2 separate regions of the Mus musculus genome follow, and region 2 is linked to region 1. The links are chromatin contacts, called in public Hi-C maps. All regions are on one chromosome and are shown on one strand. Each heading gives the region's core, a stretch centred on a gene start, on an enhancer-like site or on the middle of the called end of the contact. The rest is flanking DNA. Distances are from core to core; before and after follow the strand shown.

Evidence for each region. Hi-C and Micro-C count contacts between places; a contact is called where the count stands out from the background.
Region 2: a Hi-C map of the N1E-115 cell line shows a contact between it and region 1, with 2.8 times the contacts expected there. The contact joins two enhancer-like sites. A contact is called at or near these places in 2 of 484 Hi-C or Micro-C datasets (the N1E-115 cell line and nephron progenitors).

What each region holds. Positions count from the first base shown.
Region 1 is chr4:66,169,148-66,173,043 of GRCm38.p6, reverse strand. All of the region lies in intron 3 of Astn2 (astrotactin 2), which reads left to right. Among named protein-coding and RNA genes, the nearest start is that of Astn2, 230 kb to the left of the region's middle. Within about 2 kb of position 1,378, at least 15 of the 459 cell types and tissues checked have an H3K27ac peak or open chromatin away from gene starts, as enhancers often do. A contact at or near this core is called in the N1E-115 cell line, where this site is marked.
Region 2 is chr4:66,301,733-66,305,238 of GRCm38.p6, reverse strand. The region is part of intron 1 of Astn2 (astrotactin 2); the gene reads left to right. Among named protein-coding and RNA genes, the nearest start is that of Astn2, 100 kb to the left of the region's middle. Within about 2 kb of position 2,173, at least 7 of the 459 cell types and tissues checked have an H3K27ac peak or open chromatin away from gene starts, as enhancers often do. A contact at or near this core is called in the N1E-115 cell line, where this site is marked.

The DNA.
Region 1 (3,896 bases), core at 129-2,628:
GGCTATCTTGAGAAATATTTTGTCATGAAAATTACTAGGTACTGTGACAGGCACACCTTCATACCAGGCTTCATCACCACGTACAAGATAATATGAAGCTGTGTGACTTTGGTCAGATCTGATCAATGACATCGGGATTTCTTCAAACACCCAGCAAGGCTTGCTTTGAGGAATCAGGTACCTGCAGCTGCCTTCACTAAACCAGGCACCTGTAGCTGTAGCACACCCTCGAAGCATCAGCTCCTGTCCTGAACAGTTAAGAATCCATTTGGTCCAAGCAGGGCTGGTGTGCCCTGCGTCTAAAAAAATTTTTTTTTGTTTATAAAAGGCACAGCTTATCAAATAGATAAATCAGGTACTGATACATTATTTTCTTAAACAGTTCTTTATTTTACAAAAGCATTTACCTCATTTACCGTAGGTCTCCTTTCAATATATAACTGTCTACTAGTACATGGAAAAAGACTAGGGCACTTAACTGACTTTTATCTTTCCTGGAAGTTTAGAGACTGTAGCTTTAAAGACAGCAAAGACATAATGCATGGCTTTCTGAGACCAGCCAGTAGTAGGATTTTTAAAAAGTGCTTGGGACAGGGAAGGTACAGGCATGAATGCCGTTCTCAGTAGTCCTCAGAGAGTGCCTTGTTCTAGGCCAAGTTGACTGACTCTCTTTTAGTCTTCATTTATGTCTTTCTTTTTTTCTTTTTTCTTTCCCTTTTTTGTCGATGATACTGGTTTAACAAGAATACAGACTGTCCACGCTTTGATCTTGGGATGCCTTGCATTTGAAGAATCTGGTTCAGTTCTATCCCTTTTTTAAGTCGGACTTTTTCTATCTCTATGATGAGCAACTTGGACCTCTCCAGGTCTAAACCTGCAGTTTCCAGTTTCCTTCTCTTTTGCTAGTATACATGTGGCAGGGACCAGAAGTTCAACACCATGTGACTGGTGGGCATGGCTAATGGGGTACATATGGAAAGAGATGTTCTTAGGAACCTCCCACGCCTCCCCCCCATACACACACTGAAAGAAGAGATTTAGTTTTATGTAAACTCTATCTACTGAGGTCCCTCCAGAGAAATGATGCAATGGGGAGGAAAGGCATTCTAACTAGCAATCAGAGCCTTCTAATCAGTGCCATAATCCAGTCCCCAGTCCATGTCAACAGCTTCCTGGCTCCATGGCTGTTCTGCAAGTGTCCCACAAGGAGGTCAGCAGAGAGAGATATCACTTCCTCCTCATTTCCCTGGTGAATGAAGCCTTCAGAGACCAGATGCAGCCACTTCATTATAATTACGTTAAGTGCCGCCTGATTGGCGCTGTTCATCACCCTGGGGAAGAAGCCTGGCCCAGTGGACAGACAGGCTGCCTGCTTTGGCTCAGTGCGGCTCCAGCTGTGTCCTTGGCAGTGAAGGACGTGGTTTTCCTTGAAGACCACAGCTCCTCATCAGGGAAAATAGAACAATGCCTGGGGTGGGAGTAGAGTACTGTAGTGATCCGTGTTCTCAGGTTCTTCTAGAGAGAAGAGGCTGCCATGCACTTTACCTGCTCTTAGACAAGGTAAGATGCTCAACCTAAAAGGGAAAGCATACCTGTATTAGCTTGGCTTCTACCTGACATCTCCAGTCTTCCTGTACATCATGGAGGAGAAACAATTGCTGCATTGTGCTCTCCCATGGCCAGAAAAGGAAGTCTCCATTTGTAGGAGAGTCAGAGGCTTACAGAGAGCCCTCTTCCAACAACTGTACTTCTACCACCCCAATTCTTCTTGCATAGTATGTGGTACAAGGTTGTGGGGTTTTTACAAGTGAAAGAGTAAGACTGATAAATCTGGAAAGACGTCATGAGATGGGCTTCAACAAGGGAATGTGAAGCTGCAGAAAATTCAAGCATGAAGGTGAAGGGGTGGAGCCAAGATACCACTGCAAAATGGTGAGCAGGAGCAGGACTCTGATGCAAGTCTGCCCACACCCGCCAACTCTTGAAATCTACTGATATTTCGTACCTATGAGGGAAAATTAGAAAATGTCTGTGTCTCTCACTGTCCTCATTTCTAAATAGGGAAATGGAAAAAAATCACATGCATTTCCAGGCTGTTGTAAGGCGAAATGAGTTAATGTGTGTCACTAGGCTTTGAGGAGTGCTTATTGCAAAAGAAAGTTTCAATTACTGTTCCTTTTTTTAGTGTGTGAGTCCTCTGCAAATAGATCAGGCACTCTGTTTCTTCATTTAGCTCTCACAAATAGTCAGCAACTCATTCATTCATTCACATACTTCACAAATAGTCATTAGGGCTCAGAGAAAAGGTGATGATGGCTGGCATAGCTCTGTCCTTGGAGACGTTATCCTCTTATGGGTGACATCAGACTGGAACCTTGAGATCTGTACCAGTATGTATGTCAGGCACTTACTGATTTCATTAATCCAGGAAAACCCCTTGATGTGTGATTTTGGTGATGACAGGAAGTGCTTGACCTGGGTTTTGACTGTTGAAGAAGGTCTTTCTGAAAGAGAAAGATTTAAGATGCAGCTAGAGGATATACGGTACCAAAATAAATCAGGGGAATTGGCTCCAACTGAGGATCAGTTTATTTCATGGTCAGATAGGAGAGTGTGCCTAGAATTCCTAAAATGAGTTTGGGTCAGAGTGTTCTGTAGAATATGAGGGGAACTGAGGCATGGCAGGCTGAGCCTGCTTTGTAGACGTGACATAGCTGGTATAGACCTGCCTGAGATGAAAGCTATTCTTGCAATCCTCTAGGAAGGGTGTCATGGTAGGCAAGCCCTCTGCATTTACCGGAAGGAGAGGACAGCAATAGCAAGAGGGTGTTGGTGAAATTAGTGACTTAGAGAAGAAGGCAGGCTGGCAGAGCCCAGCTAAATTTGGACCTATCTCTTCTAATTCCCTGGGGGTTACAGGGCGAAGCTGGAGTAATTTCAAAATAACCCAGTTCATGCTCCAGGGTTTAATATCTCTCGTGTCTCCTGGGTCATCGTGGCACAAGGAAGCCCTGCTCTGATCAGTGGTATATAAAGTGTTTTCAGTTTTTCATTATTCTGTGAGTATCACTGTGTGTGTGTGTGTGTGTGTGGTTCCTTCTATCCCTTCCCCTAAATCATGCTGAGTTCCTACTGAGAGAAATACACAGGACTTGGGTGAAATCTTATTTATTCTTTGGAAAGCATGCAGTACAAAATCATTTCTCTCTCTCTCTCTGCATAAATATGCATGAAGCTGGCCTAGTCTTCTCTCCCCGGGAAGCATGGGAAAGAGGGGATAGAACCCCATGTGGCTAGTGTCACAGCCCTGCCCAGGGCTCCTGGCACCCCATTAATCAGGGGGGAAACAGCAGCCTCATGAACTGTGAAATTAGCAGGCCCCCAACAGCCCTGGAGCCCAGTGGAGCAGGGACTCCATTTCACAGCTGGAAGGTACCAGCATGGAGGGAGTAGGAAGGGAACCAAGCCCAGCAGGTCCAGAGCAGCAGTGCTCCCCTCACAAGTAAGTCTTGATAAGAAGCTACGTCTTGTTTAAGGTATGAGCTAGGGAAAAAGATGCACAAGCGAAGGAGCACAGTGACTGGTAATGATCTTTATAACCAGTACCACGCATGTGCCTGCCATCCAGCCATTCTTCTCTGCATCCAGGCACCATCTGCAGAGACCCTGGCTTTATGCTGTGCACTCCTTGTGGATTTCTTTATTCATCTATCACGTTCGCATAATCACAAGAGCCCATTTCACAGAGCATCATAAATAGGACCTCAGGGTGATGCACTGTTTTGAGAAGTGAAGGAACTCTGTCTGACCCCAGAGTCTCCATCCTGTATTTACTATACAACCTGCTCTGCAGGGTGATGGGATATGAAACAAGCAAACGAAAGAACAAACACACA
Region 2 (3,506 bases), core at 924-3,423, 130 kb before region 1:
AAGATCTCTCTCTGGCTGCTAGCATAATGCCTGGAACATGATACTTATTCAACAAATATTTACTGAGAGATGATGAGTGAGTTCTTAGTAGCTTCCCAAGGGACTCTTGCATCAGGTCTTTCATCTTACAATTCACTGTATAAACACTGCCAGGTGAATGTTCCCTAGACACAACACTGATAATTCAGTCACCATCTCCATACCACGTTCAAGCTCTCTTCTTTGCTTGACATACTTGGTCTTCTCAAATGTGGGCTTCACCCTCCACTCCATCCTTTCCTCCTGTGGGTACCATTATGAACATAAAATCTATTTGAATAGTACTGATGCCTACTGTGAAATTCCTCTGCATTTCTATCTGTGGGTCATTGCTTAGCAGTTGTTACCTCCTGAAACCTATCTCTTATTAGACCTGTTATATATCTTCATGCTGACTGACAACCTTTCCAGTCTTTGTTCTTCTATTCCAGAACTATCAGCCTAGACATAGCAAATAGTGATTGAGTGCTTATGGTATACCCAAACCCTGTTTTTGGCTCTGAAATTAATGAGACCAAAATCAGAGGAATGACTAAGATGATTTTTGGTATCCCATCCCTGTGTCCCTGAGAGCTTATTGCTCTGTTCACTAGTAAAATTGCTGTTTCTATCTCAAATACAATCTTGTCTCTGAAGATTTTCCAATCACTGTCAGATCTATATCCGTTTGACAGCACCTTTCTCTGGCCCACTCTAATTTACAGAAGATCTTTCTCTCCACACTTAGAGCATTCCATTCTTATATTATTGTATGGGTCTTATTTTCATTGTTTCTACCAAGGAAGTGCCTGAAGAGACATAGGACATGACTGTGTCCAGAATCCCAACCTAATCTCTCACTGCAGAGAGGAGTGGTCCAGGAGCTTTATATGAATGTAATACAAGTTTCAGTTCTTACTATACTCACACCTTTGCCCCTCTTTTCCCATAAGCCACTGGCTTACGTCATTTTCTGCTATATAGTTTTCTGGGGGCAGTTTGACAACTCCATCACACGCATTACTATTATTTGCATACTTTTTAAAATTCCTAGAGCATGAAACCAGCTTCTAGTTCTAAGTATTGTGAAAGATGGGCAGAAAATAAGCATTTATTTAAGTCCTGGCTCTGTGATTCACTTACTCTGTGATTCTGGACAAGTCTCTCTCAACTTCCACATACTCCCTGAATTTCCTACTCTTTCTAAAAGGCATTGGACTAAAATTAGAGATCTCGAATCTATTGCCCACAAGATACATTTGGCAATCAGATATCATTTTGGTTGGCTCCTAATGTACTTAAAAAAAAAAACAAAAAACAGGTAGGTTTCCAAAATGAAGTGGGAGTAGAATGAGATTTCACAGAACATCTGGATTTCCAGCTTCTTAACAAGTGAGAAAGGCAGCCAGACCCAGGCTTCCTTCCCAAATGGCAGAGCGGACTGCAGGGGACTAAGTTCTGGAGCTTCTGAAAAAAGACTTGTGTCCTCCCCTCTTGCATTAACTCCAGAAGTCCACATATCAATTGCCTTGGATCTGAAAGTTATTAGTTTGACACTCCTGAGGTGGAAGACTATCTGAAAAGCACACCTTTACTCCATATATCCACCTCTGTTACATCCATCCTTTTCGAGCCTCTACATCTCCAAACTATCCTAGGATCGTGCTGTAGTCATTTGTTAGGAGGCATGAGCAACTGGCATTATCTTGACAATGGAACATTTTCTCTGTCTGTAATCCCTGCATGTCTGTCCTAATTACTTCCTTATCAGTCGCCATGAGAACACACAGCAAGTAATTAGTGTGGGAATTGATGAGATGCTTCCTTCTAAGGAGCCTAGTGGAGAGGGAAGAGGAAAGAAGAAACGAAATTCAAGAAGAATAGGACCCAAGCCCATATGCTTAGCTCGCTTCTCATATGGTTACGCTTGCTCCGGTCTGCTTTGACTTAGGACCTGCTCATTGCCTGCTCTTTGGAACACTCAGGGGGTTGTTGGCAAAGCTGTGCTAACACAGGAGACAGAAAAGCAGTAAGTACTGTCAGTCTCTGTGCAAAGGGCCAGACAGTAAGAGCTGAGGCCCTGCTCTCTGTCCTAAGCATCCTCTGGAACAAATCTGAGTCTTGAAAGGGCAAGCAGACATAATGCTGGGCCAGCATTCTGGCTTGCCATTGGCCTGTCGCTCAGGGCTCACAGCCAAAAGCATACACTTCAGATGGCGTCTCTTGTCTGCTTGTCTGCTTGCTTTATTAATAAATTAGTTATATGGGTGATTCCACAGTCTCCAACCAATCAGCTGTTCTGGCAGTATCTAACCCCTTCGTCTCAAGTGCAGGGCTCCTGTGGCACACACACAGTGTCCTTGGCCTTTTGTTCGGGACAACTCTTCTCAGTCTCCAGCTCTCTGATCCCAGGATCAGTACTGCTTCCTCTTTGTTTCCTGCTTTGCTACTTTACTGTTTCCAGAGCCTGTTTCTCTCGCTCTTTTTTTTTTTTCAAATAAAATGATGGACAGCTAGCTTCTTCTTAAGTTGTCTGAGTATCTGCAGTGATTCCCTATGGATATCAGCAGAGACTCCAAATGGTAAGCACTTTTTTTTTTGTTTTTGTTTTTTGGCCTCCTCACTCATTATTCCTTGTCCCTGTATCCCAAACCTGCGTTCCAGAGGATTTGTATTTAGGTTTATTGTTTCCAAAGTGTCTCTGAGTTCTCTGCGGTAGAAACTCTGGTTTCTTCCTCTCACTTTAGCACACTAATCATCAATGCCACGACTCTCCTCACAGATGGCACATCTATCGGCAACACTTGTCTGACAGTGTGTGGATTGGGTGTTCTCCTATGGCTCCCATAGCTGCCCATGTTCCTTTCTTCATTGTTTCTCATATGTTATTATGTGCTGTAAGGACACACAGATGCATCTTTCTCCCCACTTTGGAGAGCATATGATCACATCTCTCTAGTATCTTATGAGAATTACTAGAGTCTTAGCATTGCATTTATCAAATCAACACCCAGGAAATATCAATAGACTGACCAAGGGAATTGAAATAAATAGATGTAGATCAGGTCCAGCTTTTGTCCTACATTTTTATTTATATGCCTCCCACAGCGGGAATAGCTAATATGACAGATGGGTTAGGTACTACATGAACTTTTCATGGGAATGTTTGTGACTTATAACATGGAAGCATTCTTTGAAATCCTTAAATCCTCTTTCAATTATCTGTCAACTTCTATTAAAAAAACCAAGTGATGTAATTCAAGGCAAGGTCAAGAGACAGAATTGCACTCTGCATAGGAAAGGCTTGGGTGCCATCCTCACCAGAAACAATGAGAGTCCCTTCCATTGACAAAATCACAAATTATTTTGGAAGCTAAGACCTGTGTTCCGTGTGCACACTTTCTCTGGGAATGGACAGAGCCAAGAAATAAATTCCAGGCATCAAGAAAAGCAGGAAAAATCCCATGTTTGAGGTAGTGGTGACTGAG